2 separate regions of the Rattus norvegicus genome follow, and region 2 is linked to region 1. A link is a contact called in public Hi-C data. All regions are on one chromosome and are shown on one strand. The core of a region is the stretch at or near the end of the contact, and the rest is flanking DNA. Distances in the headings are between cores, read along the strand shown. Region 1 holds the start of Pard3 (par-3 family cell polarity regulator). Region 2 overlaps Pard3 (par-3 family cell polarity regulator).

Region 1 (5,813 bases), core at 1,926-4,425:
GCAAATGGATGAAGTAGCTCCTTTAAGCCTTTAAACACTTGTAAGCTAAACTGTTTGTTTTTTGTGTGCGGAAGTTTTGTATGAACGTATGTGTACTACATGCATGCAGTATGTGTACTACACGTATGTGTACTACATGCATGCAGCGCTTACTGAGACCAGAAGGGCATCAGATCCCTTGAGACTGGAGTTACAGGTGGTTGTGAGCTATGATGTAGGGGTTGGGAATCCAACCCAGGTCTTCTGGAAGAGCAACCAGTGCTCTTAGCTGCTGAGTCAGCTTTCATTTCTCTAGTTTGGGGGTTTTGGCTTGTTTATGGCTATTTCATTTTATTTTATTTTATTTTGAGACAGGTTCTCACTATGCAGCTTTGCGTGGCCTGGAGCTCACTCTGCAGATGAGGTTGATCTTGAACTCAGCAGAGATTCACCTGCCTCTGCCTCCAAGTTGGGAGATTAAGCTATGTGTCATGAGCCCAGCCCTGTGAACACTTATGAGTCAAAAGTCTTGTGATCCAACAGTTCAACTGCGAATGCTGCAAAAATCTATCTTTTGCAAAGAGAGGTATATGTAGCCCTGACTGGCCTTGAATTCCAGATTTGTAAGATTTTATCAAATCTTTCTTTTTAAAGTGCAGAGAGAAAAGATACCCAGCAATGACTTTTGGCCTCTGAACACATACAGAAAGATACACACACACACACACACACACACACACACACACACATAACACACACACATACACACACACCACACACACACACACACAACACACACACACACACACCCCACCTCCTAAACTGAGTTTTTGGAACCAGTCAATCACCCTTGACTGCCTTATCTGTAACTCCAATGTCACAATCTCTCATTCCTCCCACCCGGTCTTCTCACAACTGTTAGTCACACAGCCCGTCTACTCTTTCTGCGACCCTTTCACCACCCCTCTCCCTTCGCTGTGGAACAGTCACTGCTGATAGTGAAGACCAGCCCACATCTATCAGCAAGAGCCCTCAACTCCATCCTTCAACCTCCCCGGGACAACATCTCCCCACGGCAAACACCACAGCTGTCCTCACCTGAGGAATCACAAGAACCTTGTCTCAGACTCTCACAATCTATCATCTACAACGAAGCCCATGGATCCCTTTGATGCCCAGCACCCACAACACAATAAATACTCAATATGACTTGAAATAGTGAGTGTTTAATTCCTATGGAAAATCAGTAATGCAGTCAGTCAGTGGCCTGTGTGTATTTCCCAACAGGCAACTTGACCATTGCCCAGGGTGTGCAAGATAAAACACGGCTAGTTTTACAAACAAAATCAGCGAAGCAGAGGCCAACATTGTCATGCTGTCTGAGCTGGAAGTAGGCGCACCTCTATATTCTACATATGTTACTGCCATTTTTCTTTTCTTTCACAACTAATGGTGTTCGTCGGCAGAATACAAAGACAGCCTGGTTTTCCCTTACAATGTTAAATCACCAACTGTCAGTCAGAAATGATGCTTAAAACACTTAAGTGTGAAGTTACAGAGGATTTCCCCTCTTGTCAGCTTTACAAGATAAACAGGTGCCCAATTTCCACTAACGTTGTTTGATTTTTCAATGAGTTCGACCAACTGGAAGAACACTTACAGCTGTTGAACTCGGCATCTCCTATCCCTGTACCAGATTCCCAACCATCACCCAAAGTTTCCTTAAAAGAAAAAAAAAAAATCTTGTTATTTTTCCAACACAGACTAAAAACAAAACAAAACAATGGTGTAACCATTTTGCCCTTTCTTAATTTCAGAGAAAAATGGAGGGTGGCCCATGAGCATTCGGCGACATAGGCAGACAAAGCCACCTTTTCCTCTTGCTTGCTTCCGAAGTCACAGAAGGCAGGCCACTGAACAGACAACAGACAGGGAAATACCAAAGGGAACACATTCCACTCTCATACAAAGGAAATATCCTCAGGTGCTAGAACGAAACTTCAGCGTGGGCTGTTGTCAAACACAGAGGGTAAAAGAACCTACAAAACGCCCTTCCACTTCTGACCTATTATGGAGGAATGCGGTTTAATGGAGACAATGTTCTTTATGAGGAAAACAGAGAAATCGAGGATACTCCGACCCCAGGCCCACACTGGAGCACATCCAGCTAGGTATGGGTAAAGATCCAGAGGGAGTTAGCTCATGGGCTAAGCGAGTCTAGGCTGAGGTGTTTTAAGGAGCCGAGCACCAGAGCCACTCCATCGCCCCCACCTTAGCCCATCAGCCTGGCCGACCCAACCAGGGCTGCCCGCGCGACCCGGAGATCCCGCAAGAACACAGAGGGTACATGGCCCGCCTGCGGCTCCCGCGTGTACCAGATCGCTCAACTCTTTCCACACACCCCAAAGTTCCGTAGGCAACCCTCCGGGACAGGCCTGCTCCGGGAGAGGCCTGGAGCTGGATTGCCAGGACCCGCAGACGGTCGGGCAGAGGCGCCCCGCCAGGCAGCGCCGCGCCTCCCGCGTGCCGCACTCTGCTTCGCCCGGTGCCGGCTCTGAGCACCCGGCCGCCCACTCCTAAGCCCGGAAGACCCAGACAGTGTCCAGAGACCGCGCGGGTGGCGATCGCGGCCCAGCTGGAGAGCGCCGAGAACTTTACGGCCGCGGGTCCGGGCCGGGGGCGCCGGCGAGGCGGCCCAGCTGCCGCACTTTCCCTTTCCCCGCCTCCCGGTCTCCCTCCTCCGTCTCCAGGAAGCGCCATATTGATCCCCGCGCCTTTCCCCCGTCCGCTCCCCGCCGCGCGCCCCAGGCCACTCACCTTGGCCACGGCCTTCCGGTAGCGGGTCACCGCCTGCTGGATAAGGCTGAAAACTTTCATGCGGCCATCTCCGCACGGCACGACCACCCGGGTCCTCCCGAAGCACACGGTCACTTTCATGCCGCCGTCCCTCGCCGTCCGTGGCCCGAGCGCCGCTGGGCCGGGAGACTGTACGCAGGGCGCGGTGGGGCCGCTGCGCCGGCGCGCCGGCGGCTAGGGGCGCGAGCAGGCGGCCGCACAGAGCTGCCCGGCTACCATGTCCAGCCCGGCCGCCTTCACTTGCCCTCGCCTGTCCCCGCCCGGGCGCCTGCAGCCTCCGGCCACCTGTTCGGCGTCTCGGCGTCTTGGCGCGCTCGGCGGCGGCCCGGGGCCGTGTGGCGCTAGCGCTTAGTCGGGACTCCGAGGAGGGGACGGCGAGGCAGGGAGGAGGAGCAGCAGAGGGCTGGGCGCACAGCACCGCGCGCAGGCGGCAGGAGGAGGCGCAGGGCGGGGCGCCCCGAGGCCTCCGCCGCTGCCCGGCTGCTCGGTTCACCGCACGGCGACGCGCGTCGCAACCCGCGGCGCTGTGCTTGGGCCTGCGCGGGGCAGGGCGCGTCCTCCTCCAACCCACTTGCCGTAGGCTGCTCTAGGAGGTCTACTCCGGGACGCCCCACCCTCACCCCCAGAGGTCTCCAACGAGGTCCTCTTCCTTTCTTTGTGACTTTTAATCCCCTTCCTGGGAGAAAGCAGTTTAAGTTCGGAAACGCTTTTAAAGCCCGAGAGCCACTGAGCCGCGCTCGCGAAGAATGGAAGCGGACTATGGAGGAAGCTCCAAGCCAGGTCTCTCTCTGCCCCGCGGCAAGGCAGGGTTTCTATCCTAAGTGCCTGACTCCGGTGCAAGGCCGGGCGGCGCTGTTCTGTAGCAGAGATTAATTGGCTGCTCCCGAGAAAGGTTGGAGACGCGTGGACGCCCTGGTACTTCCTCTTGAGGCCACTATTTACCTAAAAGTTTCTTGGTGACCCACTTGTTTAAATAAGCAGGACTTAACACCGCAGTTCAAATACATCTGTTTCTTGAAAATTCCTCAATCTAAGCAACCTAAAACCCTCTGAAAAAATACCGCCCGAATGCTCAAAGGGAAGGCTGTTCTAGATAGGATATTCCCTCGCTGCTAAGGCTGCCTCATAATTCACTGACACACCCCCAACTCCAAAGAAAGTGGGTGATATACAAATTCTAAGATGTTTAATAACAACGTGGACCAAGTCTAGACAAGTGACTGGAGCTGCTTTCCGTCTTTCTTAGAAGATGTGGTCCCTAAATAAATGTTAACGTTGTCTTCAAAGAATGGCAAACTTCAAGAGAGCCACTCGCTGATGACCCGAGTTTATCTCACACAATACAGTAAGTTCAGTTTGGCAGTTAATTTGCATGATATTTTGAGCCTGTTAAAGCGCCTGTGAACCCCAGGATTTGAGCACTTACAGCTGGTGCTGTTGTCCATCCATCCCTCCTCCCTTTTTAAAATAAGCAAAACAAAGAAGTCCTTTGGCTTTTCAGAATCCTGCAGTCTCCTTGGCCTTGCGGCTCTAGGTCAGAGGAAACATCACATTTTTTCCCGTCTGACTACTCTTAGTCCACCGGATGATCGCCGATCCCAGCAAACGATACCATCATGAATCATCCTCTCAGGTGTCCGTCGAGAATTCACTCTCCCAAAGCCCACAAGAGAATGCTTGAAGGCACGCAGCCTTGGGAAAGACTCTTATTACCTCTACATGACTACATCATTCTACTTGTCTTCAAGTGATTATGCTGGTCACACTATGTCAGTGAGTCCTGCTGAGGTTTTCTTGTTTTGGACTTTAGCAATGCTTGGGTCCATGGGCCAGCAAGACGGCTCAGCCTGCATTCTAACTGAATTCTGAATTCTAACTCCAGATCCCACCAGATCCCACGTGATGGGAAAAGAGAACTGCCCCACAGTTGTTCGCTGACCTACACACACACACACACACAGACACACACACACAGAGAGACACACACACAGAGAGAGAGAGAGAGAGAGAGAGAAAAGAGAGAGAATAGAGAATAATTAAATAAAATATAAATAAAAACACTTTCGCCCACAAATAATTATGGGTAATTAGAGTTGGTGTTTCTGTTTTTCCACATGGGAGGAGTATAAAGTTGCTAGTGGGCTTTGTCAAAAAAAAAATAGCACTGATTTAAATTAAGTTCTAAGTTTTAACACTAGTACTTTCAACTGTGATGTTCACACCCTCTCCAGCCTTGTCTTTACCAGCTGAGGAAAGAAATTGGTGAGACGCATCTCATAAATTGTGAGGATCGAACAAAATTTTATATTAAAAATCTTAATATATGCTAGTACGTGAGAGCACATAATATAAGCAGCCATGGTTTAAAGGATGCTAACAAATGACTGAGGAAGGTGAGCAAAGAAATCTCAAAGTCAGAGGCATAACTGGGCAAGGGCTGGGATATACCTAATAGAATGCTTATCTAATATGTCCAAAGCCCTGTGTTTGGTCTCTAACGCTCCATTAAAAACTGGCTCTCGTGGTCCACATCTGTAACCCCAACATATAGCAAGTAATTTAAAGATACATAGCAGGTAGTTCACAAACATATAGCAAAGTTCAAGAACAGCCTGGACTACATGAGACCCTGTACTGTAAATAATAATGGTGATGGTGATGGTGGTGGTGGTGGTGGTGGTGGTGGTGGTGGTGGTGGTGGTGATGATGATGAATACTTTATCTGGCTAGTTGAATAGAGATATGGTTATCATTAATCGTATACATCACAGTTGAAGATGTCCTAAGCTTTGATAAACAGCTAAAGAGATGTCAATCAAATGTCTCCTCTCTTGAAAGTGTGCCTCCCTCCCTAGTACAGCACCTTCAACTTGAGGTCCTGAAACATGGTAACATCTTAAAATGTAATTGCTGGAATATTTACCATATACTAACCTTTCCATAGCTCACTGGTGTAGTTCTGTAACATCCTCAAAGCT
Region 2 (6,652 bases), core at 2,093-4,592, 78 kb before region 1:
TCAGCTTCCTTTCATCAGAAGTCATTTAAATTTCCATTTTCACAGCTAGTTCCCAGCCAGAGAAAAATGAAAACACAACCACCTCATAAATCTTGTCTCATCCTGGCACACAGTGCTTTAAAATAAACTCAGGTATTGATTCCAGTGAGACAGACAGACAATCCTGGGGCTGCAGGCTTGGTTACAGTGTTCAGGCTACAGTGACAGCTCTCTTGCCTTAAGCAGCTCCTTGCTTTCTGGGTGACACAGGAAAAAGCCTGGGGCTCTGCTCAGGCTACTGAAACCCTGTTGCTAAGTTTCTGCTCCAACTTTATTTTGGAGACAGGTCTCTTACTAGTGTCCAAACCCAAGCCACCAGCAGATGGCAGTCTGTGAGCGTAAGCAGATGTGTCCCATTCTGCAGAATTAAAAAAAAAAAAAAAAAAAAAAAAAAAAAAAAAAAAAGCGCTCTTGAGTCCATCAGGGCAAAAACACTCTTAAAGTAAACATCATGATTGCATTCAAATACTTTAACCTGAAGTGTGAATGACTAAAGCGTTCAAGAGAAAATGATCAACTTTAAGCTTCTATAAAGCTAATAATACAATTTAAGTTTTTCTACGTAACTTTTTAAGGTTAAAAAACAAAAATTCAGGGCTGGAGAGATGACTCAGTGGTTAAGAGCACTGACTGCTCTTCCAGAGGTCCTGAGTTCAATTCCTGGCAACCACATGGTGGCTCACAACCATCTGTAATGGGATCCGGTGTGTCTGAGGACAGTGTACTCATATACATATAATAAATACATCTTTAAAAAATGTGTTGTGTACCCAAAGACTATACATGGACTGACCCTGGGCTCCAACCTCATAGGTAGCAATGAATAGCCTAGTAAGAGCACCAGTGGAAGGGGAAGCCCTTGGTCCTGCCAAGACTGAACCCCTAGTGAATGTGATTGCTGTGGGGAGGGTGGTAATGGGGGCAGGATGAGGAGGGGAACACCCATATAGAAGGGGAGGGGGAGGGGCTAGGGGGATGTTGGCCCGGAAACCGGGAAGGGGAATAACAATCGAAATGTAAATAAGAAATACCCAATTTAATAAAGATAAAAAAAATGTGTTGTGGTGGGAAATTACACCATGGTTGGGGGCGCTGAGACAATATCTCCATGTGTAAAGGTGTTTGCAGTGTAAGGTCCTGAGTTGGGATCCCTTGCACCTATGTAAGCACTGGGCAGAGTAGGAAGCTATGTAACCAGGTGCTAGAGGGCAGAAACAGAAAAATCATACGGGGACTATGAATCCAGACACCAGCTGAAATGACAAGGACCAGGTTCAAGGGAGAAAATCTGACTCAGAACCTGAGGACTGGTGAGAGGGTGCAGGTTGGAAGGAAAGAGCTGACTCCTGCTGCCAATCCCTCTGGTTGGCACACGCTAATGTTGAGCATACATGTGTGTGTGTGCATGCAACTAGCAGTTAAAAAGGCAAAGTGGACAGTGATAAAAGTCAACCTTCAGACACACACCACACACACACACACACACACACACACAAACACACACACACTCGACTTTCCAACCCATGCTTGCTTTAAACAGCTTGCCCATCCCCCCACCCCCCATTCTCTTGCCTATTTCCCTCCACTCCTCCGACACCTCATCTTACTGGAGAAGTCTTTTCTTTGCAGTACTGAAGTAGAGCCCAGACCCCAGCAGACAGATAAGAATTCTACCACTCAGCTCCGTTCTGATTTTGTTGACTCTTGCTCCTTTAAGATGCTCCTGTATTTCTAAATCTGTCAGAAAAAAAGAATTCTAAGTCTTCTAATGACTTCGTCTAAACTTTTCAGTAAAGTACTGAATTATAAGTAACCGCCTATCCTGTCCCTGATCCCAATCAAATATTCAAACAACCTGATTGCCACTTCGGTAAGCAGGGTGCACACACCCAAAAAGAAAAAAATTTCAAAGATGCAGAAACGTCAATAAGATGTTTACTAATCAAATGGGTCGGTTTTCATAAAGCAAGGATCTTAATATTTGGCACGTGACATGGATTTGCACATTTATTATGTGTAATTTCAAGACAAAAGATGGAAAGGAGCACTGTCAATGGGCTACCTCCCACAAGCAATCCCACACACTCTGTCAGGAGAGTTCTGTGTCAACCTGACACAAGCCAGAGTCATCTCAGAGGAGGAGCCTCTGTAAGACTGTAGCTAAACCTGTAGGACGTTTTCTTAATTAGTGATTGGCGGGGGAGGGCCCAGCCTATTATAGTTGGGGTCACCCTGGGTTCTAAAAGAAGCTGGCTGAGCAAGCCATAGGGAGCAAGCTAGTAGAGAGAAGTAGCACTCTTCTGTGGCCTCTGCATCAGCTCCTGCCCGAGGGTTCCTGCTCTGTCTGAGTTTCTGTCCTTGATTTCCTTCAGTGACACTGAAGCCTAAGCCATATAAACCCTTTCCTCCCCAAGTTGCTCTAGTCATGGTGTCTCATCACAGCAACGGTAACCCTAGCCCTAACCAGCAGACACATCCCGCAGTCTACTGGATGCTGTGGGCCAAAGAACAAAGCAAGACTAAGGAGACAACACCCAAGCCAGGCATGGCAATTTCTGTTTTGTGAGCTTCACAGGTTCTCAGGCATGAAAATGGACGCCTAGGAGCTAAATGTAAGGACAGTCAGAGGAAACGCTTCACGGCCATTTCCCTAGTTTTCACTCAGAGAAATGCAGCAGTACCTAATTTGCATAGGCGCAAGAAGGGTTCAATGAACCCAATAGTTTAAAGTAGTTTAAAATGGGGGAAATGGCTAGCACACCCCTGTCCTCGCAGTATGCAGGAAGCTGAGGTAGGAGAATAATGAGTTAAGAGTCCAGCCTGAGAGTAAGACCCAGTCTCAGGAAAAAGATGATAGATGGTTAGGCTACCTGAAAGAAAGAAAGAAAGAAAGAAAGAGAGAGAGAGAGAGAGAGAGAGAGAGAGAAAGGTAGGTATTGTGATTATCTGTGCAATTCAACTATGAGATGCAAGCTTCAAAAACTAAAGTATTTCAAATAGCTCTGGGCCTCTAGTCACTGCTCAGAAACCTGAGCCAAGATCATCAAAGGGGGACTTAGGCTTCTCAGCCATGTGAACCTGTTTTATGCTGTGAAATCTTTTGAGAAGACTTAAATATTCAATGTCAATCTGTCTTTAAAGACACCGAGGAATCCTCAGATCTATCAGCTTAACCAGAAGTTATCAGTTAGTTAATCAGTAGCTACCAGTTAGTTAACCAGTAGTTACCTGCCAGGGCAACCCAGACACACTAAGGGAGGTATACAGTTGGGGCCAACAGGATGACAGGTTTCCCATGACTGAGAAACAAAAGTTACTGTGCAAACAAGCGATGTCGCCACAGCTCCTGAAACAGCATTTATTTACCTGACTGGCTGATGTGACTAATTCTGCTGTCTTGGGCTAACACTTGGAGGGGTCAGTGGGGAGCCCACACTCCCCCATAACAGGAAAAGGTGGTATCTATGTATCAATTTCTAAAGATAGGAATGAGTTTGAGTCCTTGCAGCTTTAAAGTTCTCTGTGGATAATCAATGGATCGCTCACGATTTCTGCCTAAAATATGTTCCGGTCGTCCACAGAAGCCATGCCATTTCCTAAAGCTCTCTGCTGTGGCTATTTTTTGACCCACATTAGAGCAAACAGAGGCAATGATATCTGAAAACTCAGCCTTGCATCTCACAGTTTACTATGCTGGCATCACGGCCTTACATTTCCCTCCCTGAGGACAGACTTCCAAGGCTTCTGTAACTGCGCAGTCTCAGAGGCCTCAAGGGCCTCTTTCCCTGCCTGTCCGCAGACCTCCCTTTTCAGCATCTGCTCTGTCGGTAACAAACTTAGTAGGTTTGGACAGCAAAAATCCCTCAGCTATGGCTCCACCTGTCCAGTAAGGAACTGATGCAAAATCACTAATGTTGGGGGTCTAAATCTCGGCTCGCTTCCCAGACAGAACACACCAAGCTAACATGTTTCCACGTGGGGAGGTTTAACGAGAGAAGAGTAGAAGAGAGGAGGAACAAAGGCCAGCCATGAGCATGTGGAGGGAAGGCGGGGAAGGGGAGAGAAGGGACAAAGGGGAAGAGCAGGGAAGAGAAGAGAGCAAAGAGCAAGAGAGAGCAAGAGGGGGTCAAGCAGCCCCTTATATAGTGTCAGGCACAACCGGCTGTTGCCAGGCAACTGTGGGGCGGAGCATACCTTGCTGTTGCCAGGCAACTGTGGGGCGGAGCATACCTGGCTGCTGCTAGGTACATGTGGGGGTGGAGCTTAGATAGAATACCAACAGCTAACATGCTTGCCCTTTGGCCCGCAAAAAATTCAGCCAACTTGAGCCAGGGAGGCAACTCAGTCAAAAAGGTGCTGTGCCTGGCCAGCGGGGGGCGGAACTTCAATTCCCCAGGACTCTTAAGACCAAGGATAGTAGCACCCACTTGCCATCCTGCTATGGGGGAGATGGGGACAGGTGGATCCCTAGGGCTGGCCGGCAGCCACCCAAGCCTACATGGTTATCTCCATAAGCCAGAGAAATCCCGTCTCAGAAAACCAAAATGGACAACCTGAAAGAGAACATCCAAGAGACATCCACATACCTACCCATGCTCATGAACATGTATGATGCGCGCACACACACACACACACACACACACACACACACACACACTTACTTCCCCATACCATTTTATGCAGTGTAGTGGGTGAATCTGTCATGGAAAGACTCTCCTTGGCACAAGGGCCGCAGGCACACACGCCTACGGGCACCTCAGAAGCCACTGGAGCAGGCAGGAAAGGAGAAGCCTGGTTCTGTGTGACAGTGTGAAAGTCATTCCTTTCTAACACCCTCTCTGTGGCCAGGGCATGCCTGGCCAGACCCCAGTGGGTCATTCCTTTATAACCAGGCACACACGGAGGCATAGAGCGACTCCCTTGGACTTTTGAAATGGCTGGCATTCACTGAGCTGATGCAAGTCTGAACACAAGTCAATAGGCAGATGGGTTCGTTTGAAAAAATATATATATATATGATCCAAGTTTATAAACAGATGATTTATGAGCACTTTGAAGTCCTTAAGATTTTTCTTTCTGTCCTTGCCTCACCTCTCTCTGCTCTAAATCCTATATGCTGATGCCAGAATAAAATCCTGCCAGTGCTGTTCACGTATCCTTCAGTTTGAGGATAAGATGTGGGGTGCTCTCGGCCTCTCCTCCTGGGCTGGCACGTGGTCTAACTCCATCCTCAGGGAGAGGGGGAGGGAAGAAGGGAGGAGGGGAGACAGAGAGAGGGAGGGAGAGGGAGGGAGGAAGGGAACTTACAATTAATAAAATAGCCTTTTAGAAAACACTTCCAGCTGGTTGTGGTAGCACATGCCTGTAGGATTTGCTGAAGGAAGTGGAGGCAGGAGGATCATCATGAGTTTGGGGTCAGCCTGGACTACACATTTAGAGAACACTGCCAAAGATGGCAGCCAACCAAATTACATAGCGAGTGCTTCAAGGTGGGCCAGGTGATTCACTGGATAAGGACAGTTGTCACACAAGCATGACAACTTCTGAACTTCTGTGTGTGCCATGAGATGCACACAGGCAGGCACGCAGGCACACACACACACTCACACACTCACATACACATATTCACATACACATACTCACATAAACACACTCACATACACACACTCACATACACACTCACACACACTCACATACACACACTCACATATACACACACATACACATACACTCACATACACACAATCACATACACACACACACACTCACACACACACACCAGCATATATACTCACAGTGAAATACACAACTCTGACATACAGAATCATTTGTAAGCTTCATCCAAATAAAAAGATGAACTCACTAGTGGCCAGCTCTCCCACATAGGGAACGTCCAGGTTGCAGAGACAGAGCAAACCCTGTTCTGCCCTGATCCCGTCCTAACTGATGAGCCACGAAAGCAAACGGCAGCCGCTGCACAGCGCTCACACTAAGGGCCATGGAGTGCCTGCCTCCTTTAACTCCGTATCGATGCTGCCACTGCATTCCTGAACTTTCCCTGCTCATCCCCCAGAAGCAGAAATAAAAAGATCCATATGTTCGCTGAGGATATAAATTATCTAGATAACGTGTTGTGTTTAACACAGCATCGGGAGTTTTATGCCAGGAAATTATCCTTACAGAGAAATCCTTAAAGTCCTACAGTCACCCGACATCTCTGAAGACATAAAAACCAAGAAAGAGTGAGGCTGTGGAAATCTGAAATATCTTAAATGCAAGATGGAATCTAAGCATTCCAACACACTCTGAGTTGTGAGGTTGAAATCCCCCCCCCCAGGTTTGCACTTAACTGAAGACTCATTAAAGGAAGTTACACCCTGCAAATTGATTTAACCGTTTGAGATGAGAAGACCTACCCCAACTCTGAGCCACCTTCTGTTGGCAACCCTCTTAAAAAGACAAGAAAGGAAGGAAGCATTTTACCCTCACTCTAGCTGACAAGTTCATCCATCCCGCTGGAGAGGCTTTCTTTTTGCCTACATTAGAGCCTACTTCTTCAGGATTCTCACACGGCCTGAAGACCAGCTGAGACATTCACCCTCCTGGGTGGAAC

The links. Hi-C and Micro-C count contacts between places; a contact is called where the count stands out from the background.
Region 2: a contact with region 1 is called in a Hi-C map of liver, with 9 times the contacts expected there. The contact joins the enhancer-like site here to the promoter of Pard3 in region 1. A contact is called at or near these places in 9 of 12 Hi-C or Micro-C datasets (the A7r5 cell line, Schwann cells, frontal cortex and 5 more) and 1 of 1 datasets of contacts at active chromatin or transcription factors (oligodendrocytes).

The regions. Positions count from the first base shown.
Region 1 is chr19:71,974,865-71,980,677 of GRCr8, reverse strand. It overlaps Pard3 (par-3 family cell polarity regulator), which reads right to left and starts at 3,175. Exons shown (of 25, transcript NM_031235.2): 1 at 2,797-3,175. The coding sequence starts at 2,916.
Region 2 is chr19:72,052,176-72,058,827 of GRCr8, reverse strand. All of the region lies in intron 1 of Pard3 (par-3 family cell polarity regulator), which reads right to left. Among named protein-coding and RNA genes, the nearest start is that of Pard3, 78 kb to the right of the region's middle. Within about 2 kb of position 3,342, at least 3 of the 93 cell types and tissues checked have an H3K27ac peak or open chromatin away from gene starts, as enhancers often do. A contact at or near this core is called in liver, where this site is marked.